4 separate regions of the Mus musculus genome follow, and regions 1, 3 and 4 are each linked to region 2. Evidence: chromatin contacts called from public ChIA-PET and HiChIP or PLAC-seq data. All regions are on one chromosome and are shown on one strand. Each heading gives the region's core, a stretch centred on a gene start, on an enhancer-like site or on the middle of the called end of the contact. The rest is flanking DNA. Distances are from core to core; before and after follow the strand shown.

The links. ChIA-PET counts read pairs in DNA pulled down with a chosen protein or histone mark. HiChIP or PLAC-seq counts read pairs in DNA pulled down with a chosen protein or histone mark.
Region 1: an H3K27ac HiChIP or PLAC-seq map of large pre-B cells shows a contact between it and region 2, with 2.6 times the contacts expected there. The contact joins two enhancer-like sites. A contact is called at or near these places in 1 of 115 datasets of contacts at active chromatin or transcription factors (large pre-B cells) and 1 of 9 other capture datasets (embryonic stem cells).
Region 3: a contact with region 2 is called in an RNA polymerase II ChIA-PET map of memory CD8 T cells, with 5 read pairs. The contact joins two enhancer-like sites. A contact is called at or near these places in 3 of 115 datasets of contacts at active chromatin or transcription factors (astrocytes, large pre-B cells and memory CD8 T cells).
Region 4: an H3K27ac HiChIP or PLAC-seq map of DN3 thymocytes shows a contact between it and region 2, with 10 times the contacts expected there. The contact joins the promoter of Ext1 here to the enhancer-like site in region 2. A contact is called at or near these places in 7 of 39 promoter capture datasets (the 3T3-L1 cell line, the C10 cell line, embryonic stem cells and 3 more), 1 of 15 datasets of contacts at CTCF or cohesin (the NIH/3T3 cell line), 4 of 484 Hi-C or Micro-C datasets (the C2C12 cell line, CD8 T cells, effector CD8 T cells and 1 more), 13 of 115 datasets of contacts at active chromatin or transcription factors (CD8 T cells, DN3 thymocytes, the SCID.adh cell line and 9 more) and 1 of 9 other capture datasets (macrophages).

The regions. Positions count from the first base shown.
Region 1 is chr15:53,666,907-53,674,065 of GRCm38.p6, forward strand. The region is part of intron 3 of Samd12 (sterile alpha motif domain containing 12); the gene reads right to left. Among named protein-coding and RNA genes, the nearest start is that of Mir28c, 56 kb to the left of the region's middle. Within about 2 kb of position 1,640, at least 10 of the 459 cell types and tissues checked have an H3K27ac peak or open chromatin away from gene starts, as enhancers often do.
Region 2 is chr15:52,751,097-52,758,235 of GRCm38.p6, forward strand. All of the region lies in intron 3 of Gm41323 (a long non-coding RNA gene), which reads right to left. Among named protein-coding and RNA genes, the nearest start is that of Gm34794, 32 kb to the right of the region's middle. Within about 2 kb of position 2,390, at least 56 of the 459 cell types and tissues checked have an H3K27ac peak or open chromatin away from gene starts, as enhancers often do. A contact at or near this core is called in CD8 T cells, DN3 thymocytes, the SCID.adh cell line and 3 more, where this site is marked.
Region 3 is chr15:53,721,678-53,728,823 of GRCm38.p6, forward strand. All of the region lies in intron 2 of Samd12 (sterile alpha motif domain containing 12), which reads right to left. Among named protein-coding and RNA genes, the nearest start is that of Mir28c, 110 kb to the left of the region's middle. Within about 2 kb of position 2,659, at least 55 of the 459 cell types and tissues checked have an H3K27ac peak or open chromatin away from gene starts, as enhancers often do. A contact at or near this core is called in memory CD8 T cells, where this site is marked.
Region 4 is chr15:53,341,945-53,348,574 of GRCm38.p6, forward strand. Ext1 (exostosin glycosyltransferase 1) reads right to left here and starts at 4,239. Exons shown (of 11, transcript NM_010162.2): 1 at 2,458-4,239. The coding sequence starts at 3,419.

The DNA of each region.
Region 1 (7,159 bases), core at 390-2,889, 920 kb after region 2:
GATTGAATAAGAACTAACTGAACCTCACATCCTCCCTGCGGTGGATTGAATAAGAATACCATCTCCCCCTACTCACAAGGCTCTGGCATTTGAATATGTGGTCCCCAGTTGGTGACACAATTTGGGGAATTTTAAAAGGTATAGCCTTGCTGGAGGAAATATGCCCATCGGAGGTGGGTTTTGAGGTTTCACACCCAAACACTACTCCCAGTTTACAATCTATGTTTCTTGCTTGGGGTACAAAGATGGAGGTTCTCAGATGGTTCTCCCTTTATACCTGCCTGCGTCACTCTTCTCTGACATGATAGTGAAGAACTCTTTTTTTCCTCTGGAATGGTAATTCTCAAACATACTCTTTTTTCTATAAGTTGCTTTGACCATAGTATTTTGTCACAAAACCAACAAAGAACCCAATACATTCGCCAAACCTATTTCTGCACGTTCTTGCACAGGGACAAAGTTTGCTGAGTTGGAGGGTCTGTGAATGGTCACTATCACTGGGGGGTGGGGGTGGGGTAGAAGAAGGGGGATCATGAACGGATCATGAACACACCACCACCATGAAATAGAGAGTGGGGGGTTGGGTGAGCTTTGACAGCTGCTATTCAACAGATTCATCTACTCGTTTCTCAAAGACTATAAGCATATCACAGATTGAACTTCTACAAAGAACTAGGAACACAGTGCTCGCCTACAGTGAACTAGGATGACAGTGAAAAACATCAATTTCACCCGAGTGACTGGTTCTTTGTGATCCCATATAAGTGGCACCTAAGGGTAATTCAGTGGACTTTGAGCAAAATAAAGTGACTAAGTCATTAAGTCGGACAGAAGAGAAGTCAAGGCACAGGAAATGGGCTCTTAGAGCCAGAAAGGAGTTCCTAGAAACTCTGCATTGCTGAGAATGTGGGGTAAGGAAGGAAGGCAGGCACATGTGGGTCTTCTGTGCCTCTCAGGTAGATCTTAAGCTCAGCCTTCCCCCTCTCACAGTAAAAGAGAGCATAATGGTAGAAGAAATGATATTTGTGCAGCCAAGCCCCACTCAAGATTAGCCCCTCCTTTGTTTTTGTCTATATGGCCTCCTTATCTTTGCTCTTCCATATTTTGGGAACTCCTCTTTTTCCTTTGAGGAAACTTCTGATGATTAAAAACGAATTCCCCTGTAGTATTTTTCAGCTCTCAAGAAAAATATCACTTTCTTACTTATTGTGATTATTTTTTATTTCCCATTTTCCTCACACAACTTGCCGCATGGCAATCTCTGCGAATATGGGCCTCCCCTGATGTTCTCGGGTCCCTAACGGGATTGTGACTCTATTCTGGAACTAAATAAATGTTTGTTAAATTAATGTTGTGTGGATGTGACCCAGACAGTGCAAATACATAAGTTCGTTACTGGAATAGGCCTGGTTGCTAAGAGGAAAGTTCTCTTTCCTTCTTGGACCATCTCCCAAGGTATAATATAATACTAGATTTTCTGTTAGTGGCTGCCTCTGTTGTCATATGCAGAGAATTGGCTGGGGAATTAAGTCAACAGTGAGCAAAGCTGAGAAAGTAGAAGGGAAATATGAGAGGAGAGGAAGCGGGTGGAGGAGGGAGGAAGACAGTGTTATTTGATTTCCTGAATGCAGCCTTGCCTGAGGTCAGACACCCTGAGTTTCTCAGTTACAAAAGTCAATATATGATGAGAGAGGAAGCTGGGCTGGCTTAATGGTGAGTGGCAGATGCTACTTCATGTGTCACTGTCAGCGAAACTGTCAGCTAAGTCACTGATTCCGTGATTCCATCTTAAGGAATGATGTCTAGTATAGGGGAGTAAAAAATGATGGGGCTTTGATGTTTTATACAAGTGAGTCACTGGAAAATATTGGCATTTTAATTATTATTCCTTAGAAAGTATGTGAAGTTCACCTTAAATTTGAACATATACTTCTACCTGCTTTACACGCCCTGTCCTCCTCATCCAATTACTCCAGAGGTCACAAACTCAAATGCGTTGATTGTCAGGATAATGCAATTGTGTGAGGAGAACTGCTCAAAGGGACCATTGAAATTAGTTGGGCTGCACAGTTGGATTTTTTTTTCTCCTGAAACAGGCCATTTTAATCCTTTTTTTTTTTTTTTTTTTTTTTTTTTTTTGCTCTGCAAAAGTACAGTTAGAATATGGGTCAACTGGTGCCTCTGCTTCTATTTTAAATTTTGAATAACTGAAAATTCACAAGTTTTATGAAGTCCAACCATTTAAAATTTACCCATGTTTTCCACACTAGCGGAGTCAAACAAATCATGTATATGGGTCACATTTGGCTCAGAGTTGAAACTTTCAATAGCTGACTCTCCATCCCTGTTCTCTTGACATGCCCTTCCTTCTTTCAATGGAAAATAATTCTAGTGGCTTTGCCACTAAGGGACAAAACTAACTGTAGGGATAGGGCTGAGTGCTACTACAGCCTATGAAGACCGTTACAAATTAACAGTTCACCATAACCAAGAGTAGTTAAGGGCCTTTAGGATTTTAAAAATTAATTAAGTCTCTCATATATTACATCCCGCCCATAGTTTTCTGTCTCTACCTCTGTCTCCCACCTCCTCTACCTCCCATTCCTTCTGCCCCATCCATTCTTTCTCTGTTTCCTTTCAAAGCAGGTTAGTCCTCCCAGGGATTTCAATCATCTTTTGGGTCCCTTGTTCTCCTACAAGGTTGCCTTGTCTAGCCTTAATAAGAGGGGGTGTCACTAATCTTTTTGTAATTAGATATGCTGTGTTTAGTAGGATTTTTCAAAATACCTTAACAATATTCATGTTAACCCCACAGCCCAATGTCCCTGATTTCTTTAAGGTGACAACAAATCCCTCAGCACAAGCAAGGTCTCAAAGATCAGCCAACCCATTACCTCATTTCCTGGCAAGAAGGCAAGACGAATATGTCTCCTCTCACTTCTAACAGAGCATAGCCCACTGCCTAGCCTGGCCCTTCACAGAGTGAGACACAGAGTGATTGGCAGTTAATTGCATGTCTTTCTTTGGGCTGAGGAAGAGAAGGGTTAATGGAAAATTGCACTGTGGTTACTGTAAGTAATTTGCTGGACTGATGGGAACTGAACATTGATTTTTTTAACCAGTCTTCAGTGGAAAGCCTGTTTTAGACAGTACAGTTTTTGGCTGACTATATTCAGGAGCTGATGATGTTAATAGGAGGGAATTGGAAATGTATTAATTCTCATCTAAAATATCAATTCAGAAAGAAACTACTTATGGTACCTTTTAAACTGAGTAAAAACACAGTCCTGCTATTTTTAGCCTCTTGGAAAGTTGAATATTTTTATTTTGCGAATTGCAGACCCAGTTACCAAATCCTCTCCAAAAATTAATTTTTAAAAATTCCTTAAAATATTATTTTGGGGAGTTTGTTTTAGTCTCTGAGAAGACTCAGTAATAACTTCTCTTGGACCTCAGAGCATTTTTCTTTTAAAGCAAGGAAGTCTCATACCAACCTAATGGAGGTTATAGCTGAAGATTCATGGTGCAATAAATAGCCTTCAAGGCCTTTCTGCTTTTGATGGGTAAACCAAACCCTGCGGTACATTTGCTGTTATTTGTCAGCATTCATCTGCATTGTTGTGGGATTCTTTGTTGATGGAGTGTCACCGGGTGAGTGATGTCTTGCACACTTGGCATGTTTTAAAATTAATTACCAAGAAGCGTGTGGGAAACCTATCGCCTCCTGCTTTATGTTCTACTCACAGTTATGGCTGCAATAGACAAACACATAGCTTTTTTTTATACTAAAAAGACAAGGTGCAGGGCATGTTGGTTTCAATGCATGAATTAACGTGAAATGGTACCATGGCCAAAGTCACATTTAAATCCTGGTTGTAAGCTAACTTTGACTTCATTTTAAAATGGAGAGATTTATTTTATTTTGTTTGCTCATGTTTGTGTGTGTGCAGGTGTACATGTGTGTGCTGGGGTTAATAGAATGTATGCACATACATGCCAATGTCAGAGCACAGCCTCAATCTTCCCTCAGGTGATGGTCACTCCATAGTATAAGGGGAGCTGGGTAAGTAACACCAAAACTATGCCAGACATCTACACAAAGGGACGCTGACGGAGCCCTGGAAACCATTCACAAGAAGCAAGACTGAATCTACGTTTTTAACATGTAAAATATCGAAAAGACATCATGATATGTATAGAGCCATTAACCTTTGGGGCTGGGTACTTCTGTGACTTGAAGTGTGGCTGTCTTGTGTAGTTTAGGATGCTCTCAGACAAAAATCTCTGGCTTTTTATCTAATAATATCTTCCCATCTGTACTAATTTAAAAAATGTCTCTTAATTCTTAGCAAGTGTCTCTTGGAGGACAAAGTTGCCTTTGGCGAGGTACCACTGACCCAGGTGTTTGCTCTGCTCTTAACCAACTGCTTCTTAAAATGCCAATCCAAAAGGCAGATATCCTCAGAATGCAGTCACAGTACTTGAGTAGACAGGGAGCCAACCCATCACAGAACTCAGTTAGAGACTTTTAACCACTTATACATGGTACCATGCCAGGGCAGATTCTTAACCTCTGTTTTAAAGGAGAGGGAAATGATGTTACTGGAGATACACACAGCTGAAAAAGAAAGTGTATGGGGCTGGGGAGATGGCTTGGTGGTTAAGAGCAATGAATGCTCTTCCAGAGGTGCTGAGTTCAATTCCCAGCAACTACAAGGTGGCTCACAACCATGTGTAATGGGATCTGATGCCGTCTTCTGCTGTGTCTGAAGATAGTGACAGTGTACTCATATACATAAAATAAATAAATAAATCTCTAAAAAAATGTACAAATAGAAGGACAGGGGTTCCATTTTTGTTCAAGTAAAATCTTCCTTATATTTGATCTTGGACATCTGAATGCACATAACAAAGCATTTCAGGTGAGATATCTTGAAAGGCCTTGTGAATGTAAGAGTAATGGAAGTTAACCAAAATTTAATTTTGGCCAGCAGAATGAATGAATTGATTGAATTTCAGCTTTTAGAAGTCAAACCCAAGTTGAAAACACACACACACAGACACACACAGACACACACACACACACACACACACACCCCTTTACTTTTTTTTTTTTTTTTTAGCTTTCTCTTTTAGTCAACTTGTTTTGGGTTCATTTTTATTATTTATTCGTGACCATTCCAGCATGAGTTTCTTATGAATTATAATGCATATCTTACTCTCCTGTCCTCACAGAGAATGGAGTATTATTTAGAACAAGGTTTTGAAATTCTTGGAGGTTAGAGGACCTTACACATGACAGTTTGTTCCAGAACACTGACTCTAATGTAGCTATGGTACTGCATTGCTTTCTTTTAATTTCACTTTAAATAGTATTTTCATTTTTGTGTCTAATTATGTTTCTTGCTTTGTTTGCAGAGAGCTGATTTTAGAGAGAAGAGCCTGGGCATTAAGCCTGATGCCTGTGCAGGCTGCCTCTCTGAACGTGAGTAATTTACTGAATGCTGCTGAGTCACAATTTCCCCATCTGTAAAATAGGATTGATTTGAATTGCCTTGGCGTTTTGATGTGAATGTATAATAATAGATTATTATGCTTTATATAATAAAGTATATAAAGTACAAATTTATAAATTTAAAAGCACCCCATCCAATATGTTTATTTCGAATTAAATATTCTATAACAGTGTGCCTCATATAGGTTTCGATATTATTTACTGTTTTATCAGAATTGAATTAATTCAATGCCAATAATCTCTTTTCAACACTGCGTTCTTCATAAAGTAACTTTAGATCTCAGCACTTGATGGGTATTCATTAAAATTTTGCTAAGTCAATGAATCGCTCTGTGAGAAAGGAAAAAGAAGTACTGTCCCAAAAAGCAGGCTGAGAAAAGTGAAGGGACTTGTCAAAAATACATGCTAGATACATATAAAAGCAAAGACTAGAAAAAAGATGCTACTGCTAAGAAGACAATATCTGCTTATTAAACACTCATTTAAAAATGAATGTGTCATATATTGGGCCAGAGGCTGAGTACAGACCCAGAGTACAGTCTGTGTAGTCTATGCCCATATTTCTAGCTTCACAGGGAAAACAATAAAAAACAGCACCCAGATAAAGACATCATTTCAAGACAGAAGAGTATACAGTGCTTCTCAGAAGAAGAATATTAAAAACCTAAATGGGAATTTGGTATGGCAAAAGCAAATTTGAAGAAAGCACCTTTTACCTATCTTCTGCAGACTAAGATAGACTGCGGAGGTATTAAGGTGATTTTTGGTTGGTAAAGGAAGGAAGGAAGAAAGGGAGGGAGGGAGGGAGGGAGGGAGGGAGGGAGGAAGGAAGGAAGGAAGGAAGGAAGGAAGGAAGGAAGGAAGGAAGGAAGGAAGGAAGGAAGGAAGGAAAATACAGGCTTCAAATTAGAGCAAGGAATCTGATGAGACCAGTACATGGAATGTGTTAAGGCCTTGGATTTGAGGTGAGAATGGAGAGCTGGTTGAAGGCAATGTCATTGATGATCTCGCAAGCAGAGGAAGGATCTTGTTCACTTTACAATACATGATAGTACTGAGTCAATATAGAGATTTAAACAGGACACTGACATAATGACATTTGTACTCAACGTTCTTTCTGGCTTCTCACAAATAATCTCCATGGAGGATACAAACAGGGCCAGGAAGTGAGAAAAGCTAACTGGGAAGTTGGAACTTTTGCTGAGCTCATAGATCATGGTGGCTTCTACTAGAAGAGGTACTGATTGGAAAATGAGCAGAAAGGAGGAAATATCCAAGCAGAACCAGAATGACCAGTCGGAGATGAAGGACCTGAATCATCTTGTAAGGGGATGTCAACTGTGGTCTGCTTAGGAGATGATAAAAAGCCAATATTCATTTACTGACATGGGAACTACTGAGTGAATAGTATGTTGTGGATTTGATCTAATCCTTGTATTATGCTAATTAAGTCCACCAAATTACACTGGAATCCATATGTCTGCACATAAGATGCTGAGGGACCCTGCCCCTAGTTGGTTTTGATTGGTAAATAAAGTTGTTGGTTGCCAATGGCTGGATGGGGAGACAGAGGCAGGATTTTAGGATTTCCAGGTCTGAGGGAGGAAGGAAGATAAAGAACCACCCACCATGCTGGGAAAGGAG
Region 2 (7,139 bases), core at 1,140-3,639:
CCTGTGACAGTGAGAGCAGCCACTTCTGAAAGGACAGAGTAAGGGAAATAAAGTGGTGGCAGTTTTACCAGTCAGCTGTCCCTCATCTGGGGGGACAATGAGGTTCACAATGCTTTCATATTAGATCAATGTGCACCTTTCCAAGGCTCTGGCAAACTTTGTGCCTGCTGAAGCTCACAAGGACTTGTAGAATGTAGCTAGGAAAGGGGGATAATGAAACCTAAGCCCCAAACCATGTTTGTGCTCTCCAGCAGCACTGAGTGTATGTAGTTAGTGTATATAAGAAGGATGCTTTCTGAGCCATTGAACGATGCTCTAAAAACTTGTCTCCCCGGATATAAAGTGAATACTTCCTTAGAAACTCAGGAAAGTATGGTTGGAATAAAAAGATATGAATGTACGTACACTCATTGGCACATCTATGTAAAGTGATCCAACGCAGCAGTCTCAATGAAACCAGGCACCGTGCTATGTGTGTTAATTTCCTCTAATAGAAGGTTCATCAAATCATCAACCATCTAGCAATCTTCACGTTACTCAAAAGATTTCTATACTTGTAACTTTTGCATTTGGGGTAGAAGCTGAGAAAACTCACTTCAGAGACAGAAGTTTAAAAATGAAAGCTTTATTTTCTGCACATTCGAAAGGGTGCCAGTTTGGAATCTGAACTGACTCCCCAAAGGGAGATTGTACAACAATTTTATGGGATGACAACACAAAGCAAGGGGGAGGAGGGAGGGCTGTTGCCTTGACCAATCATATTTCAACACAAGGCATTAAGCAGGGAAGTTAAAGTTGGTGACTGGGACGTATCCAGGTCTCCAAGTTTCAGGATCCTTGAGTCACCTTTTGCAGTCAGGTCCCTTCCTGGACTCTGACCTAGAATTTATAATGATATAGGAACAAAGGAGTGGGCAAGCAGCACGTGGTCAATTAAGTCAAGACAGGCGATGCATTTATGACTTGTGTGCTTGTAATTTAGACAACAAGATAACAGCAACTTTCATTTTTACATCCTTTCCTGGTTAGCAGAAAAACATGAAACATCTGAAGAAGCAGGATAGTAGTTGGGTTCCAGGACCTGAGAACATGAACTCAGGTTTGACCCTGTCAACAAGGTAGAACTTGTTTCTGAGATGGCTGGACTCAGAAAACTGTCTCCAAACAGTAACTAATAAGCCAAATGGGTGGAGAGCATCATACAGGTGAACTGGTATGATAGAGCATAAAGATCAAATCATTAATTACTCCTCACATTCCTGCGTGGTATTATCCTCAATTATTAGATGAGAAAGTTTAGGGTCAAACAGGCTAAGTAACTTGTATATCAATAAGGTATAAGGCTACCTATAAGATATAAGGGTACCTAACTGTAGGGGATAAAATCACTTAAGGATTCTAGAATTCTAGGTCACAGGGTTAGGTTAAGAGCTCGCCAATAATATTTATATCAAGGACCTTAGCTCTACTCATTCTCCCGCTTATGTCTCCATAGTGTGCTGGCTCTTTGTCTATAGGCTTCTAGTCTCACACACCATGAGGGCTGTAGCAGCCCCAACTATCATTTGTTTATCCATTAGAACTAAAGGGAAGGAAAAAGAGAGTAGAATTTTCTTTTGCTGCAGTTTCTCTTTTTATTAAGAAAGGAATTTTTATCCAAGTCCACCAAAGAAACAAACTATTTGACAGACACAAACCACACCAAAAGCCATGGGAGTGTGGCTGCATGGATGTCTCAGCATTGCTGTTGGAGATTGTCCTGCCAAGAAGGAAGAAGGAATGGAGCAAGTGATGGAAAAAGAAACCAACAACAAACCAGTCAGATCAATGACAGTGAGGTCCAGCTCATGCGCCAGACTTAGCGATTGACAGGGCTGAGTCTTGTATCTTAAAGGAGGTGATTTTAGCTCAAAACCAATGGGGTAGCTATTCTTGTGGTAGTTGTAACCAACAGTTTTTAACTTCAGTACTTTGTTCTTAGAGGAGCTGAGGAGTCACTCTGTGGGTCAAGGGCTGCCTGGAAAGAATGGCTGTGTGTCTGGGAACTGACTCTCTCATCTGGAGTAAAACAGATTTCCCAGTGAGATTTTCTGCCCCACAGTCTAAGTCACCCACTGTCCTTGTTAGGGTTTCCATTGCTGTGAAGAGACACTGTGAGCAAGGAAACGTTCCTAAAGAACAACATTTAATTGGGGCTGGCTTACAGTTGCAGAGGTTCAGTCCATTATCATCATGGTGGGAAGCATGGCAACATCCAGGCAGACATGGTGCTGGAGAAGGAGCTGAGAGTTCTACATCTTGATCTGAAGGCAGGCAGGAGGACACCCTCTTCTACACTGTGTGGAACTTGAGCACAGGAGGAAACCTCAAAGCCCACCTCTACATTGGCACACTTCCTCCAACAAGGCCACACCTCCTCCAACAAGGCCACACTCCTAATACTGCTACTTCCATGACCCAAGCATATTCAAACCATCACAGCCACATAATCTGCAAGTTGACTGCTTGTTTGTTTGTTTGATTGATTGATTGACTGTTTTGTGTTTTGTTCCTGCTTCTAGGCCAAAAAGACCTTCCCTAGCCCACCAGGACTTTCATCACCCAATAGCAGAACATTATTGAGTTGTTCAGATAGATAGAAGGACAGTCTTCTGCTGTCTGACGCTGCCTCCACCTCCTCTCATGCTTGTTGGGTGCAGCTGCATGGTGGTTTATACTGTTAAATTCTGTGGCTTTGACAGCAGATCAAAAAAAAAATGGTAATAGGTCGGCTTATTTTGAGTGCAGTCAGAGGTTATGAGAGGGCAGCCCACAGACCAACACCCTTATCCCCACAGGAAGTACATTAGCAGCGTTGACTCTCAGGCCATACCCTAGAGTGTGCTGAAGAAGAAGATTGCATTTTAACAAGATCTATAAGACTTCCATCTGCAAACTTATCTCATTTACATAAGACAGTTTTCTATCTAATCTCTGGCCCAGCCTAACTATTTAGACCACTATCTGTTTTGTTTGTTTGTTTGTTTGGTTGGTTGGTTTGGGTTGGTTTGGGTTGGTTTGGGTTGGTTTGGTTTTTAGAGGTTTCTCTGTAGTCTTGGAATTGACTATGTAAACCAGGCTGGCCTTGAACTTACAAAAATCTACCTGATTCTGCCTTCCAAGTGCTAGGATTAAAGACTTGTGTCCCCACAGCCTGGCTAAACATGTATTTTAGATTTTTGGGGGGGTGGGGGGGTCATAGATCACTATCCTTAAATTTAGTATAAACTTCCAGTTGGCATATACTTGTTATATATTCCATTATATAGAATTCCTTTATATGCAGTGCTGCCGTAGCCCTGTATTTACACTTCTTTCTAGGCCTGGTTTGTGAGGGCTCCCCTGTGGTGAGCTCTATCAGCTGGCACAGCCTCTCAGGAGCTGATTCTTTATGGTCTTCCTAGATCTTCTTTCAGAGATGCCCCTTAGCAGCATGTGTCAGGCACTGTGGGAAAGCTAACAACATCTCGATAGGAAAATGCTATAGATCAGTGTTGTGTTCCCAGAGAACTAGCATACACAGGTAACCTGTGTAAGTCAGGCATGCTGGATCTTGGCACAGTAACTTTACATAAGTATGCGAAGGCACTGGCATTTTCAATGTACTAATTCTTCATGCAATGGACTGGTTGTTCCTGTTTATTCTCTCCTTGGTCAAAATGCACAGATGATACCACCCGGAAATCTCACTGAAATACTGTATCTACAATGTAATGTTACAAAGAGTAATTGAGCTATCTATTAAAATGTTCTTTTAGGGCTGAGGTTTACCTCCAACGTGATGAAATTTTTCTAGCCTGCCTAAAGCTCTGGGTTTAATCTCCAGAAACTCTTCGCTCTCCCCCCCTCTCCCTCTCCCTCTTGGTCTATCGCTATCACTCTTTCTTGCCTTCTCTCCCTCTTATAAAATGACACCTAGAATTTGTTGTTGTTGTTGTTGTTGTTTTAGGAGTCCTTATTTTAAAACTATTTCCCTGTTACTGTGCAGTTGGTTTTTTAGGATCTCCTCAAACACAGCTGCTGCACTGACTCAGCAGGTAAAGGTCTGCATTGAAAGACTCCTGACTTGTGGTCAGTCCCTTAGACCCATGTGGTAAAAGGACAGGATTAAATCAACCCCTGCAAGCTACTCCTCTGCGTTCTCTCTCTCTCTCTCTCTCTCTCTCTCTCTCTCTCTCTCTCTCTCTCTCTCCCTCCCTCCCTCCCTCCCTCTCTCCCTCCCTCTCCCTCTCACGCACATGCACAGACACATGTGTGCACACGAACTAGGACATGAAACCGTGAGCATAGCATCCCAGCTTTTATCTCAGTTGTATATCATCATTATTAGGAAGCTGAACAGTCAATAGCAGAACATAGTTATGTGGCCCAATTTCCAAATCCTTGGCTTCTCCATCAGCTGCACTGCAAAGCTGCAGGTTGTCAGCTTCCCAGGATAGCTTCTCCAGCTGAAATCAGTAGTGCTCTCTCAAAGCCTGTGGCTCAGGTCTTCTAAGTACATCGTCAGCTTTCAAATAGGTCTGGGAAATTGCATGTCTCCCATTAATAACCCACAAAAGCAATACACAAATAGAATTGCAGAGGGAAATAAGTGGCTTGTTGGATGCCTCTTTGGAGAGGCTGGTGAGTAAGTTATCTCAGCTGTGCTTAACTGGTGGAATTAGATTGGATCAGGTCAACAGGTCCTTGTTGAATTAAAAACCATGGAGATTTCCATTCCAGTGTATATTCTGGGCTTCCGGATAGAAGTGAGAAGTTCTGGCCTCACTGGGCACCCATCTTTGGGTCACTAGTTTGGTGCAGTGTAACAACAAGTGTTTGTAAAGAGGCATGCATTTCTACAATGCAGTCGTTCGGGTTGCTTCTACTTTGGGTTTCTAACTGGCCTTCTCCCTGTGGGTTCCAAGTTGAACCTCTGCTAAGCCTCATTCCCTTCCCTCTCTCCTGAAAGGCAGCATGGTGAGTGTTTATTGTTGTGTTACACACAATTACTTGGGAGGCAGGCCTCTATGCATGCCTCTAGAGAGTTGTTTTGGTTACAGTCATTGCAGTCGGAAGACCTGTCCATCGTGGGTTGGCACCACCCTCTGGCTGATCCCAAATGGTAAAAATGGAGAACAGGAAGTGCGCAGTGTGATGCATTCATCTGTGTTCTTAATTGTGCCTGAGATGGGACCTTCTGCTTCAGGCTTCTGCTGCCTTGACTTCCCACAAGGCTTGATTGTACCTTGAAATGTAAACTAAAATAAACTTTAAGGCCCCTCCCCAAAGAATTTTATTACACTGACAAACTTAAACGTCTTGTAAACTTGACAGCACATAAAAATCCTGGAAATGTGTGCTTGTTACAATCTGGCACAAGCCAATCTCCTACTTCCTAACGATTAAATTCTGCCTGATATCAAGATCAGGTCTACAACAGAACTCATCAAACTTGAACTTGGCCATGAATCTCCTCAGATCCAGATAAAACACAGACTGTATCAGTAGGTCCTGGGTGACCTGGTGCTGTCTGCTAACACACCCTCAGCTGGTACCCATATGCCAGCTCTGTCCTATGGGTAGCAAAGCTGTAAATTTCTCTCCCAAAATTCTGTGCCTAGTGCTATGAGAAACATGAGTTAAGCTGAAGTTCACTCCTTAGATGGGTAGTGTAAAGAAAAGAACAAAGCAACCATATAGTATACTCTATATGTGTGGATTCTAAAACTTGGCCCTGTTCCTTATTCTCGTTTCAATTCTGCATAAACCCAAAGTGACAGTGATAGGAGGATGGTCAGTTAATGGAAGGGAAGAACCTGGGTCACCTCAGAGTTGCTTGCTACACAAAACAACTCCCACTACAGCAGGCATTGTAATCAAACTTCAGGTACCACTAGGAAGAACTTGAACTTTTAGCATTGCTGGATGATTACACCCCATTTAAGAGCAGGAGTGTCTCCATAATATTTATAATATGCATAGCTAATCTGAATATCTATATTACTCATAGCTAATCTGCATGTTTTAAATACCAGCAGTTTCATCAGTGTAAGCCTGTTTATGAAAACATGCTACCGTCTGAACTTCCGGTGTCCCTGGAGATAAAGATAACTGGGTGTTTTTAGTAACCCTCGCTATCCTTTGCCTTCTGATTAAATGCCTGCGAACCACCTCCTGGAACGTGTAAACAAATTAGGGCAACTAACAGCTCTTATTTTTATCATGGTCTTTGGAGAGATATTTTAAACTAAATTACAGACCACATAACAGACTCTTAATAAAAACAGGAGATTCAAATTGGACTCTGAGGCAGGAAAGATCAATTTAACATTTGAGAGCTGTCAGCGTGAAGTCAGCGGGCAGAAAACAGCCTCTTTCAGTAAGATAGAAGTGTTTCACTAAGATTTCCTAAGCAAGGTCTGGGATCAGCCCAAAACTTAGTATCTGTGACATACATTTTTTTTCCAGTGTCTTTTTGCCTGGACACTTTTGTCATTGTGCCTTTAACACAACACAGCCTCCTGTTGCCCTATGAGAAACAGAACCAAAAGAACCAGAGCCAGACTTCACCATCCTAGGGCTTGCACAGCCAGTCTTCCCTTTAAAACCTTTATTCCGACATCTAATTATCTTATGGTGCTAGCACACAGTGTCAGTAAGCAACAGAAAGCAACTAGATGCAGCCCATTTTCTGATCTCACTGACCCCGTTGTCTTTGTAGGAAAGTTAGCATGATGCAGTTACTCTTCTGCCAATCACTTAGTCCGGTAGGAGACTGAGTCCCCCGGAGGTGAGCGATCTGTTCCAAGTTTGCACAGAAGGGGCAACACTTGAAGTCTCCTTCTGTCATAAAGCACAGGCTCTCAGGCAGTGAGGTAGAGTAGTAGCCTCCTCTCTGAGGTGGGTGTAGAGGTCAGGGTGTTACAGGAGCTGGATTCATGACCCTGGCTCTCCACCCCAACAGCTCTAGCCAATTAGCTCAAATTTTCAGCTCCACCTTTGCTTTTTCTTCTATCTGATAGAAATTTGTTGTTTCCATAGTGCCTTGTTTCCCCCCAAAATCTCATGTTGCTCAATGTCATCTTGCACTCGAAAGCAAACTGCTAACCAGACCCATT
Region 3 (7,146 bases), core at 1,409-3,908, 970 kb after region 2:
TAAAATTTCAATTGTTCTTTCCCTTCATCATTCTGGGATCTAATTCTAATTAAAGTGAAACCATAAGCCAAATTAAATATTTTCTTTTTATAATCTTGACAATGGTATGCGTTTTATCACAACAATAGGAAAGTAACTAAGATATCATGTAACAAAAATGCTTATCAAATTTAGTTATAGTTTGAAAAATGATATCACATATATATTTACATTTATGTGTACATACTTTATGCAATATGACTGAAATTACTTTTTCTGATACTAGCAGCTAATGTTTCCAGCCATTAAATTTCAGCAAGTCACATGACCATCCTTACCAATGGAGTATAGTGGAATTCATGCTATATTAGTTCTGAAGTTGGGTCATAAAAGAAACAGCTTCTATCTGGCTTCTACTTAAGTGTTCAACCTGGGAGCTCCATCAGCACACTGTGAGGAAATCCAGACTATGCTATGAGATCATATGTAAGAGTTTCAGTCAATCCTTTCCCTGACATCTGCCATCAAGCATTAATTAATGAACAAACAAACATCAGGAGATTGTAGCCCTAAGTCTCTGAATCTCTGGCTGAGGATCACGGACACCAGAAAGGAAAAGCTTCTCAATGTTCCAAATGGACGTCTTGGCTTATCACTAGGATTTGTGCAAGTTTGAGCTACAACTCTCGTAATGAGATTACAAGGGAGCTTCTCTACCCCTGCACATCCCGAGTGTCCTGCAGCTAACAATATGGATGCTGGCAGGCACAAGCAGAAAAAGCAACTGAATAACGTAATGAACTGAGATGACTTTCATTCAATCAGTGATCTTAGGCATGGCATGTTATTCAGCAGTAGGCTTCCGGTCCATTCCTGCCTGCTTTCCCTGTGGTATCCTGAGCTCACGTGGCTCCTTAATCAAACATGGCTGCTTCTGCCTACTACCCTTCTGCATCCATTTTTCTCCTTCTATTTGAAACCATATGGACTGTTTTCCTCATTCTGATTGGAGAGGAGAACTTTGGGCTTCAAGAACACCAATGAATACATGGGTTTAAAGCTGTTGTTGTTTGGATGCTGATGTTAAATCTTTTTCTTGGCCCACCAAGGCATTCTTTCCTTCACATGATCAAAAACACTAGAATTTGAGAGCTTTTAGACAGAGATGCACTTTGTTGCATGCTTCACAACTCAGCACCTCTGTATCTGGCTCTCCCCTACTCTAAAACTTTCCCCTCAGATTAGCTGAATGAGTTTATAGCTGACACATCATTACCCTGAAACTCCTGCAAGTTTCTTTCAAGTACAGCTAATCAAATTTTTTGAAGACTCCTATAAACCAGTCAGAGAAGACTGTAAATTAGGACAGGGAAGGCAGGAGACGAAGTTGCTTATACATCAATACATTAAACTTCCTTATCTTGAAAGGTCATCCTTTAACTTGCTTATTCCCTAAGGAACAGAGGACTCGAGCCCATCAGCCTAGCTTCAGAGGATAATTTACCCAAATGTGTCAAGTCAACTCAGAATGGATCTTCAACAGCCCTTCATTGGGCTATAATCTTAGCTATATTCTTTATCAGAAACTCGGTGGTTCTAAAGCTAATTAATACCCAAGGAGACCCCTTATTTTTCCTTCACACTATCTTCTATTACAATTAATTGTGAATTTGGTGACGTATGCCTTGAAATAAGTAAACCTGAGCTTAAGATATGTAAACATAAACAAATTAAATGAAGGGTGAGGTTGAGTTTCTCTTACTAAAATACAGTGTCATCTCTCTCTAACCAGTGGTGATCCAAAGTCATGACCCTATTTATCAGCGACACTTACCCATGCCTTTATTATGTTATTAGTCTGCTACACGTTAGCTTTTCAAGATGTAGCATTAAGGAGTCATCATGACAACAATCTCCGTTTTGCTCTAGTTTTTAGATTTACTCTCTCTCCAACTCTTTTCTATAGCACCAAGACGGTCCCCAGTCACATCTCCCTGCAGCAGCATCATTCCTTCTATTTCAACAGCAATCAGGTTTTGAGAGTAAATACCTTAAGCTGTTGCCCTTGAAGAGCCGAACCTTTACTTCTCTGTGTGAATTGGAACAAGCTTAATCTATTACCATGCATGAGATTAGCATATTGCCCTCTGCAGCAAATAGGAACAGAACTGCATGGGTGTTCATCCTTCCCCATCCCCCTTCCCTTTGCCGTCCTGTGTCCACACTCTTCTTTGTATCCATGATCATTTCCTCATTTTTAAAATAGCTGCCATGTCTTCTTTTCCCCTCACAGTAGGAGCCTAAACCAAAGTAATAGTAGTCCAAAGAGCTGAGAGTGGGGGTGGGTGGGTAAGGGGGACTTTTGGTATAGCATTGGAAATGTAAATGAGCTAAATACCTAATAAAAAATGGAAAAAAAAAAAAGAATTTCCTATTTTCTAGGAACAGTAAACTAATAGAAAAAAAGTTCTGCCCAAAGGCAACCATTAAAAAAACATTTACCCCAGTGCTTCTTCTGTATGTTCAGCTCTACCACATCAGTCCTTGGTTTACAACCCCAGAGACAATTTTGGTTTGTTTTGCTGCCCTGAAAAAGGCCTGAGGCAGTTTATTATCTTAACCTCTGTGCATTGTGATACGAAGCAGGATCCCAGACATTTCCTGTCTAAACTAGTTCTGCTCTTTATATCGACAAAATGAAAATGTGTTTCAGACACTTTTACTTTCTCTTTTACAGGAAGACTCTATGCAAGACTCATATCCTCAAGAGAAAGATTGTTTGCAAATGATTATTTTTTTTTGCAAAGGATTCTTATTTGATTTCAATACAATCATTTCAGCTATGTTTTATAGTAATTTATAATGTGTGTTTAGCCTAACAGAGTGTGAACACAGGAAGGCAAAGGGATAGAGGGCAGGACAAGAATGAGACACCCATGCAGGTCCCACTCCTACCTTCTGCAGAGGGCAATGCCCTAATCTCATGTATGGGGATAGATTCAGTCTGCTGTTCCAATTCACACAGAGAATTAAAGGGTCAGCTATTTAAGGGCATCAGCTTATGGTATTTACTCTCAAAACCTGATTGCTGTTGGGATGGAGATATGACTAAGGACCATCTTGTGCTACAGAAGAGAAGGGGAGACAGAGCAAATCTAAAAACTAGAGCAAACTGGGGATTGTTGTCATTATGACTCCTTAATGCTACACTTTGACAAGCTAATATGGAGTAGACTAATAACAATTTCACAATGCAACTTTGGCTACAGATCAGCCAATAAATAGGGTCTTGACTTTTTATCACCATTGATTACCGAGATATGCAACAGTGTATTTGAATAGTAGGAACTCAGCCCCACCCTCTATTTCAGTTTATGTAGTAAATTTCAAGCTTGCCAAGCTAAAGATGAAGCTTTTCTCCTAAGCAGTTAAACAATTAACTGGTTTAAATAAACTTAGTATTGAAGGAACATATTAGAAAGTGCCTTTACAGGCAGATTTCATTTTTTAATTTAGCTACCCTTATCTTTTTGTGCAATACAAATGCTCTCTTAATTTACTTGCTTTTGATTTATAAGAGAACACTGTTACTACTAAGATGTAATTACTGTGTGAAGTCTCTACTGGATGAGTTTGTATGAGGCTTAATTGTTGACTGTGAAAGATCGTAGACCTTAGTTCTTTCCTAACCATTCCTAAGACAAAGTGAGACTCACAAGACAACTACCAGAAAGTGTAGATAGGATATCAGCATCATTCTAAATCAGTTTGGAAACTGTAGGAGCTTCCTTCTTTGACTTTCCTGTAGTGTTCTGTATTACTTACTACTTCTCTATTTCTGTGATAAGACACCAAAAGCAAGGCAGAGGGGAGAGAGAGAGAGAGAGAGAGAGAGAGAGAGAGAGAGAGAGAGAGAGAGAGAGCTTATTTTGGGTTTATAGTTCCAAAGGGTGAGTTTGTGACCATCGTGATAGAAAGCATGGCAGGAAGCAGGCATCACAGCCTTGGATCAGTCACTTACATCTTGTAACATGACCATGGGATACAGAGAGCACACTGGGAATAGTGTGGGCTTCTGGAATATCAAAACCGTTTCTAGTGATACACTTCCTCAAACAAGGACACAGCTCCAAATCTTTCCCAATGATCTTCTCTATCAACAAACAGATGACCAAGGATTCAAAAACCTAAGTCTATAGGGGGCCATTCTTATTCAAACCAACATATAACTTTACTTTAACTCCTGTCCTCTTTAGCTGACTGCTCTTGTGTGATCATACTCAAGATTGCAGAAAAAAGAAAGAAGAGAGGGGGAGAAGGAAACACACATTTATATATAATAAACTGTCAATGCCTGCTTTAGAGACTTTAAATGCTCATTTATTCAGAAAACAGTCTCTAAATATGAAAAAGAAATGTGATAGTTCACAAACACTTAAACTAATTAACTTAAAAACAAAACAAAACAAAAAACCCCACAAATAATGTCCACTTTATCTATCATGGAAAGAAGTGTGTAGAAAATAGTCAATTACTTTAACTGTTATATTCAGTTGCCAGTCTATGAAGTTCACTTATTTTTTTACTAGTATTTTGTGTGCTTGCCTGTGTATGCATGTATGTGTGGATATGTGCATGTGCACACACACATACACACACACATATGTATATATACATACATATATATACATATACATACACACACACACACACATATGAGGTACCCAGAAGACAATATTGACTGCTATTCCTTAGATACTGCCCATCCTGTTATTTGAGACCGGTCATTCACTGGCCAGGAACTTACCAAACGACTCGGATGGTTGGGCAGTGAGCCCAGAGATCCATCTGTTTCTTCCCTCCTGGAGCTGAGATCCTATGTGCTTGCTGCCTAACTTTTGTTTGTTTGTTTGTTTCAGTTTTAAGGATCCAATGCCAGTTCTCATGATTGCAAGTCCATTAGGCACTTTACCATCTGACCCATCTCCCTGACACATGAAGTTCACTTCCTAGGGTCATTCTTGGTTTGTAACAGAATATATTATGAGAGCTCTTACATCACGGGCCTCCCAAAGAGAAGACAGTTCCCTGCCAGAATATTTCCAGGAAGCAAAACAGAGCATATGTCTTCTTGGTTTAAGGAATGCATGCAAGTGAAGTGTTATTTCACCTTCTTTCATCATTAGCCATGTTTAGAACATCACCAGAATGAATTTCTCAACTGTGTAGAACCCCTTTGTGAACAGCCCCTAAGCAGCAGCAATGGGGAGTGACACATGTAACACTTCAATATGTAGTGTGGCTTCGTTAGCTTTTTTAAATGGGCTGGAACACTTTTACTCTCCACTGGCTACAGTAATTTGTTCATATTTCTTTTTATGAAATGGAGGATATTCAGTGTTTTTGCTATCTATCTATCTATCTATCTATCTATCTATCTATCTATCTATCTATCATCTATCTATCTATCTCTAGCTAGCTATATCTGTCTGTATCTCTGTCCTATCTATCTATCTATCTATCTATCTATCTATCTATCTATCTATCTATCTATCTATCTATCTGACAAGCCCAAATCTAGCTCATTATTGAGTCACACCATTGACTTATGCTGAAATTACAGGGAATTTAAACTTTTGAGTCTTCTTCAAATGAACTGAATTCAAACGAGAGCTGTTGTGTCTTGCAGCCACATTTTTCTAAACCCCAATTCAATTTTAAGGTCTCAATCCATCATACCAAACATTCACTAACTATTCCGTTGGCTGTCCTCCCACATTTGTAGCAACCATGAAAATAAAAGCTCTGTGAGGTTCACGATAACTTTGAAGAGAGAAAAAGAGGGTTAAGGACCGAAGGCTATGGGAGCACTGTTCTAGGATACTACCATGTTGGACATTGAAATAAGTTAAAAAGTGAATATAAGGGTGGCCTGAGAGAAATTTTCTGTTTTCCCCCGTTGGAGCTCAGTAGTGACTTTGTTCACCCCTTGGTGCTGCAGACTTACAGGCACAGCAAGACTGTAGGAGTCTGAGGTATCAATTAGTTTCTGTTTAAAACCCAACACAGGAATCCAATTCAATTTCAGAAATCTAAAATAGTGGTCAAAGACCTTGGATATGAGGAATATATTAAAATGTGTGTATGTGCATATGTGTGTGCATGTGTGCTTATACATGACGGTGTGTCTGTATGGGCATGCCTGTGTGAGTGTGAATGTGTGTTTTTGAAAGCATGAGGGACTTCACTTAAGAACTGCCTGCCATTCCCCTAATTGAAGATAATTGCATGCTCCCCACCCCCACCCCCGTCCTCCCTATCACTGCTTTAACTACACTAAACCGGAACAAACATGGATACAGATTCAAGGTTCTTCCTAAGACCCAACAGCTTTCATAAATATCTATACAAAACTACCTATTTATTATTAAAGAATAGGCAACTTCATGCCAAAATTAAAGTTGGACTTCCATTCTCCATCTCACTAATTCTTGGGTTATATCTTCTATCAAAAGGAAAATGGAATTGTGTCACCACTAGATACATTTATTTTCATCTTATACATTACAACTCTCTAGAGATCTAATGAGTTTAGCTTTATTCCATGATATAAGCTGGTGAATGCCAAACGATATTTCTAATCTAATCTTTTTCCACACTATAGAATGCAATATGTAATAGACACTTTGAAGGTCCAGTCCATAAACATCACAGTGAGCTTATCCAAGATGTAGGTCCCATTCTCTCACCCCAAACCATTCCATCTGTTACTCTCAACACATCATCTGATAGAGACACAAGAGATTCTGTTTTGATCAAGATTTCCTCCTCTCGCTGATATTCACCATACAGTCATCTGTTTCTCCTATATTCCACATGAAATCTACTGGGGAAACCTGAGTTCAGGTACATCAAATTCTATCCCTCATATAATTATACTGTCAAGTTTCAATTGCAAGAAGTGCCATGCCATACCCAGCCATTTGTTTCTGAGAGTTCAGTCCACCAATTGAATTCTGTTTTCCATTAGTCTTCATTTTAAACATTTAAATTGGTATATACAAGGCTTCACCCAATTTCCCTACCCAATCTCACAATGTCATTTTGATAATACTCTCTTAATACTTTCTTTTCACACTATGATAGTTGGGATAAGGCCAACAATGC
Region 4 (6,630 bases), core at 2,989-5,488, 590 kb after region 2:
CTAATGCAGAAGAGAAGTAGATGAAAATTGATCTCGTCTTTACAAGCCATTACCAAATGAATGCCTAGAACACCTCGGAAACTGCTTAAACCCTGGGTAAAAATCAACTCAGAGATGACTCCAGGAAGGACCACTTCCACAGATCTGACTTCAGCATCTCATCTCCAAGGGTCTGGTGTGGTTAGCCTCAGTGTGGCTGAGGAATTCTGCATTGCCCTTTACTTCCGAGTGCAGCATCGGTGTAGCCTGGTGTATAGTCACGGCTTCCAGATTCCTGCATTCTTATTTCCACCCTGTGTATTCCAAAGTCAAAAGCAAACAAACACCCAGCAATATTTGTGAGTAAACAATTCTGACAATCCAAGATGGGTAAGGAGTTAAATCTCTAGGAGTTCCAGTCTGCACTACTAACACATCCTAGTAAACAAAATCAGAGCTAGCGGGATTGTAAAAGGAAACAGAAAGCCCTGAAAAACCCTGCTCAGGAGAATAGTAAACTTGTTTTCTTTCTGGATGCCACAGTCCCAAACAGAGACGATCCTGAGGCCCCGTCCCAGGTGGTCTTTAAACTTAAATCAAGAAGAGGTGGAGGGTGTCAGATTTCTTGGCCCAAGGACCGAAAGGTGAAAAATTAATTACATTCAATTAGCAAAACAAAGTTGCTCCGAAGCCAATCAACCACACCTTTCTCCATCTCCGCTCTCTAGAAAACAAAAGTTTTCCATAGAAAATGTAAAGAATTGGCATCTGGGGTGGGGGTGGGGGGGTCGAACACACAAGGAACATCCGCTCTTTCCGAATGAAGAACGTCATGATCTTTCTATAAAGCTTGGAGAGATTGCTTTAGAAGCCATCAAAAGATCAGCCTCTTCACGCCAGCCAAAGAAATTCCTAGAAGGCACAAGCACCCCCAGAATCTATCAAAGTATATTGTCCTTTCAACAAAGCAGTTTCTTTCTGACCACAGTTAAAGAGTATTTTTACTCTGTCACAACAACACTCAACATTCACGCAGAACTTCCGTGTGTAAGAGGAAAGGAACGATGGATTCACAATTGATCCTGGCCTCAGGCTTTTCCCAGGATTGAAACGGAAAACGTCCAAGGGGCTCAGAAGCAGAAGCCCCAGGCTTGATATTTCCTCTCCCTTCTATGATCAAGTCGGGGAGGACTTTACTATCCCATCCAATCACTCCCACCAAGACCAGAGAGTCTGAGGGAATCCATGGACAATAAATAATCACACCTTTCATTTCAGGGCCCGGTTACCCCCACCCCCACCCCTTCCTGATCCAACCCCATCTGGAAGCCTTTTCCCCTATTCTGCATTTCATGAATCAATTGCACAATCTGCCAACCTCTGCCAGTTCCTCTTGTACTCAGCTGAGAGGTTTCTCCTTCCTTCCCTGGGTAGCTAGCACAAGGCTGCTCTGGTTTTTAACTGGCGTAAAGTGGAAATGCACCATAGGCGCTCACTCTTTCCCAGCCGGACACAAGTGAGTCTGGGGCACTGACCTCAGCTATCAGGAAGCTGACCGATGGACCCACAGGCCAGCCTCGGTTTCAAGCAGATTTGTGGATTCTAACTTTGACCTGAAATCCTGTGTGTCAGCGACTGTGAAAGACGAGGAAAAGGAAGACTGAAAGGGGCTACAAAGTAACCAACTCAGTTACTTAGCAACTAAACAAAACTCTCCCCTCCACAGAGGCTAAGGAGGCATCTCAAGCCCATTCAAAGAGTAACAGTCCACATTTATATGCAAATAGATAAAGACAAAGAAGAAAGGGAAATCTAAATTAGTAAGGGTAGTTCACTGCAGTGGGCCTGAGGCCCAGATTTTAAAGTTTCCCCAAGAAAGAGAGGGCTTATAGGAATGAATGAATGAATGAATGACCCTAACCAGCTTACACTCTACCCTTCATAAACATCAGTGCTGTAGAGGAAGTAAGAGGCAGTCACAAGTTGGGAAGGTAAAAATGAAAATATTCTAGGAATCAAGAATCTAAAGCTTAGGGGGGAAGGTGCAAATTTAAGCCTAGCCAACTGCACAGAGAACAGGTACCCATGTTCTTGAGAGAAACAGACAAAGCCCAGGGGTCAGAGTCTGTGGACTTGCGTAGAACATGTGTCTCTCTGAGTCGTCACAAATACCCTTTAGTACCCTTTCCAAAACTTGGATCCGAGCCCCCATAATGCGCCAAAGACACATGGGTCCTGAATGGTTTTCAAAGTATCAGGAAGATTCCCTTCTTCACCAACTTGACTGGAGAGAGTACTCTTGTCGAGTTTGCCTGAGAAGCCCAAGCTCACCCCACACACTTGAACCCAGCCGCTGGATCCCAAGGAAGCAACAGAACTGAGGGCTTCTGTCTCCACCCCGCATCCCCCACCCTCCCACCTGGACTCAGGTATCCAGGGCCCAGGGCCGAGCCTCGAAGGGAGGCAGCCCTTACTCACTTCTCATACTCGGTGTTGTCTCTGTCACAGCGAGAATCCTTGTGCTTTTGCCAGTCTTTGCCATGCTTGCAGGTGGTGAGGAGCAAGACGTCCTCCCCGTTATGGACGTGATATAAGGCATTCCTGGTGTCTGACCCTATCCCTGTCAGGTACCGCTTCCCCTTGAATACCAGCATGTACTTCCTGAGAGGAGGGATGGTGTTAAATTTCAAAAACCCCCTCTCCCCTCCTGTCCTGGGATGATCCTTAGAAAAGAGGGGAATAGAAACATCAAAGTTTGGTCGGAAGTTTTCAGTACTGATGCTGGCTTTGGCCAGCATCGCCTGGCCGATGTCAAACCCCACGTCCTCAGTGTAGTCAGGCCAAGTGCCAGAATATAAATTAAAAATTAAATGATTCCTACCATTGTTCCACAAGTGGAGACTCTGCACTTTGGATCTCAAATTGTGCACATACTGAGGTGATAACTGGTCTCTGTCTAAAGTATCCAGACTCAAGACAAAGAGGCACGCCTGGCTGGGGTCCGAGGTGTAGAACCTGGAGCCCTCGATGGCCGCTAGAATGTTTTGGTAACTTTCGGCGATTTTCTCCCCTTTCTGCTGCGGGTACACGTAGACTTTGAAGCCGTTTTTCTTGCAAAGGGTGAAATCGAAGCAGGACTCCATGCGGCACTTCTTGCCTTTGTAGATGCTCGAGTTGGCGTCTCGCTTCTGCCGGGGGGAAATGTGCACGCTGGAATCCTCGTTTTCCAATTGATCCCAAGGAAAGAAAGGGCGCAGAGCGTCCGGGAAGCGGGGCCAGAAATGATCCGGACTGGGCTGGTGCAAGCCATTCCGACCACTGTGCTCTTCTCTCCGGCTGTGGCTCCTCGATGCCCTAAACTGCACGCCTCCAAAATAAAACAAAAGGGCGAGACAAGAGCCAGCTGAGAGCAGGATGAAATAGCGTTTTTTGGCCTGCATGTGTCCTGCCTGGGTCAAGAGGATTGTAAATAAACACAAGAATCACCCAAGTTTCCCAATCAACACTTTCAGCTCCAGTCCGCCATCTTCCCGCCTGTAAAGACTTCAAACTCTCCGCTCCCACCTTCTCTGGATGCCTTTCCCCAAGCCGTGGACTGATCCAGCGCATGTGGGCGATTTCTTTAACTTTCTCCCCTTCGGTCTTTCATCTTTGGGCTGCACAATGCACGGGAGAGAGCCGGGCAGAAGATCTCGCACCCAGGGCGGGCGAACAGCGGACTGTAATTTTCTTGCATGCAACAAGACGGAGGAAAAGAAAGAGAGCAGGGAAGAAAAAGCTCCCGATACCCAATCAATGGCAAGACGAAGTGACTGCCTCTCCGCTCGGATTCCTCTCGGCGGCGTGGAGAACGAGCCCGGGGAAAGCAACTTCAACTCATCCACACTCCGGTGCAGAGCACTACGGTTCCAACAAGTCAATCCGCCCCGGCTTCAGCCGGCTAGTGCATCTTGCAGCTGGGGCGCCGTAACCTCACAAATCCCTGCATGTCTCTTTATTCCCTTCTGCAGCGGCTCCCACACTCCGCCGGTGTTTACTCCTGCGCTCACGGGGCCGGCTCCCCGGGCGCGCGGCGGCCCGGCCGGCGGCACGAGGCGGCGCGGGGCGGCGGCGGCGGCGCGTCCTCCCCGCGGGCAGTGCCGGCCCCGAGCGGTGCTTCGCAGGCCCCGCGCTATCACTGCCGACCGCCGCGTTCGGTCGCCGAATGTTACCCGGTTCTGAATGTTACACTTACACATTCCATTCCCGACACGACAGCGCTGACCTCATCCATCCACGCAGCCCGCGCTGCCATTGGCCGGGCGTCACGTCCGGGTGGGGCGGGGCTTCCGCTGCGCCCATTCATAACCCCCGGCGGCCGGCAGAGGCGCCGGCGCGGCGCGGCGCGGCGCGGGCGCGGGGACCCAGGAGCGCACGGGCGGCGGGCGGAGCGCTAGCCGGCCGGGCGTCGCCCACCGCCGGCCTTCTGCACGCCGGGCCGGGAATGCAACCCGGACCAGACGGGCCCCAGAGGCGCGGGAGGAAGTGTGGGGACGTGGCCAGCAGCCCGCTGCTCGGGATGCCCCGGGTCTCCACGAGCCGGGAACGCCTCCCCGCCGGGAGGCTGAGAGGACCGGTTCCTGGAGAAGGATGCCTTGAAAATGGAGAAGCGAGGGGAAGGGGGGTGGGGACTTCATGGAAAGCGAGCGCAGGTCGGGATGTCTCTCCCCCCACACTTGGACCCGCTGAGGACCAATTTTTTGGTGGGTCTTGTTTTTAACGTTTAAGTGGTCTTTCTAATTCCCCTATGTAATCCACCTATTTTTCTGTCTTCCTCGCCGAGACACCCTAATCCTCAACAATAAGGAGGAATTGTCACAGTCCGATGGATCTGTGGCTGAGTGTGAGAAGACACCTCCTAAAGCCATCTGATCTGCGTGCCCTCTCTTCCATTCCCGAATCCCTCCCACCTGTTCTATTCACTGATATTGGGCCGGGAGGGATCTAATGGCTGAAAAGAAAGCCATTTCATTTTGCCCCCATCGGTGTTGTTATTCTTCCTGAGGTGGTATTTTTAAGATGTCACCTGGCCCTAGCTGTAGAAGGGAACCTTTGAAGCAAAAAAAAAAAAAAAAAAAAAAATGTATTTACAATAAATGTGCCACGGTTCCTTCAATTGACCTTCCTTCTGTCGACTCCCCTGCCCCAAGCCCCTGTCATTCTGAGTGAACTTAATTGGATGATTCTGAAAGGAACCTCCAGGACCTCCAAGCTGTGCTAGACTCCCAAGCATTACCTGGCCTCACAGCCTGAATTCTGGCTTAGAACACTTACCCACCCTAGCCTCAGAGCCTGGCCAAGCTGGACAAGCAGTTGCCTAGGGCAGCAAGCTGTTTAGTGATTGTTTATTGTGGGAGTGAGTGAGCTGGGAGCAGACACATCCCTACCTCCCTCGGGCTACTGAAAACCCCAGCCGGTTGTGTACCCATGGTATGGTTATAATAAGGCAGAGTGGAAAGTTTTCAACCTTTGTTGTTTCAGATTTGTTTGAATAAAGAAGGGAAGAGATATTGGGTGGGATATTTTGGTACATTCTGAAACCTCTGCCCATTTTGAACCTGCCAAAGATGAAGTAGGTTTTCATGATTTACTTTGTCCCCACCACAGGATTTAGAGAGGCCTGAAACAAGAGTAAGGGTTCAGTCATTTTCCGAGCAGGATGAAAACGGTTCAGGTAAAGGTAGAGATTAGAGCCACAAGTGACCCCAGGTCTCAGGGGGATTGCAATGAACAGTCTTCAAGACAGAGCTCTTTGTGTTGAGATCTGGCTGTCAAACAACCTGCACCCTGTAGAAGATAGGACTCTTCTTATCCTGCATTGGCAAAGTCTCTTGCTTTTCTTGTCTAACTGTGGTTCCCTCAGCTCACAGCACATCTTTGCATTCAGTTCATTAGTGGTTGATGTTGTAGGAGAAAAATGGTACTGAAAGTGAGGGGAAACACGTTCAGCCCGTGTTTCTGCAATTGAACCTTAGGAATAATGATCTCGGCTTACTCTCAGCTTCTCATTGATGAAGTGATGTTTTAGAGTAATGTTTTTTGTTTTTGTTTTTTTAATCAGCCAGTCTCAGTTTGTAATGTAATCCATTAACACTCCTACCCTATTTTTTCACTAGATCTACTCACCTATTATATCTTTATTTAATATTTATTTAATGTGTAGCGATGTTTTGCCTGGATATATGTACGTGCACCACCTATAAGCCTGATACTCATGGAAGTCAGAGCAGGATGTCAGATCTGGAACTGGAGTTGTGAATGGGTGGGGACCATCCTGCTGGGGTTGGAAATTGAACTCTGGACTTCTTCAAAAGCAACAAGTGCTCTTAGCTGCTGGACATTTCTCCAGCCTTAGTTTCGTTCCTTTTCTTTTCTTTTTCCTGTTTAATCAGAATGAATAGTCTTAGTATTTTAAGATTTATTTTTAAGTGTGTGTGTGTGTGTGTGTGTGTGTGAATGCAGGTAACTGTGAAGGCTAGAGGCATCTGATCCTCTTAGAGCTACAGTGTTAAGTGGCTGTGAGCCACACAATTTACATGCTAAGTATTGAATGTCTACTCCTCTCCCAGAACATTGTCTGCTCTTAACCACTGAGCTAGGTCCCCAACCTTA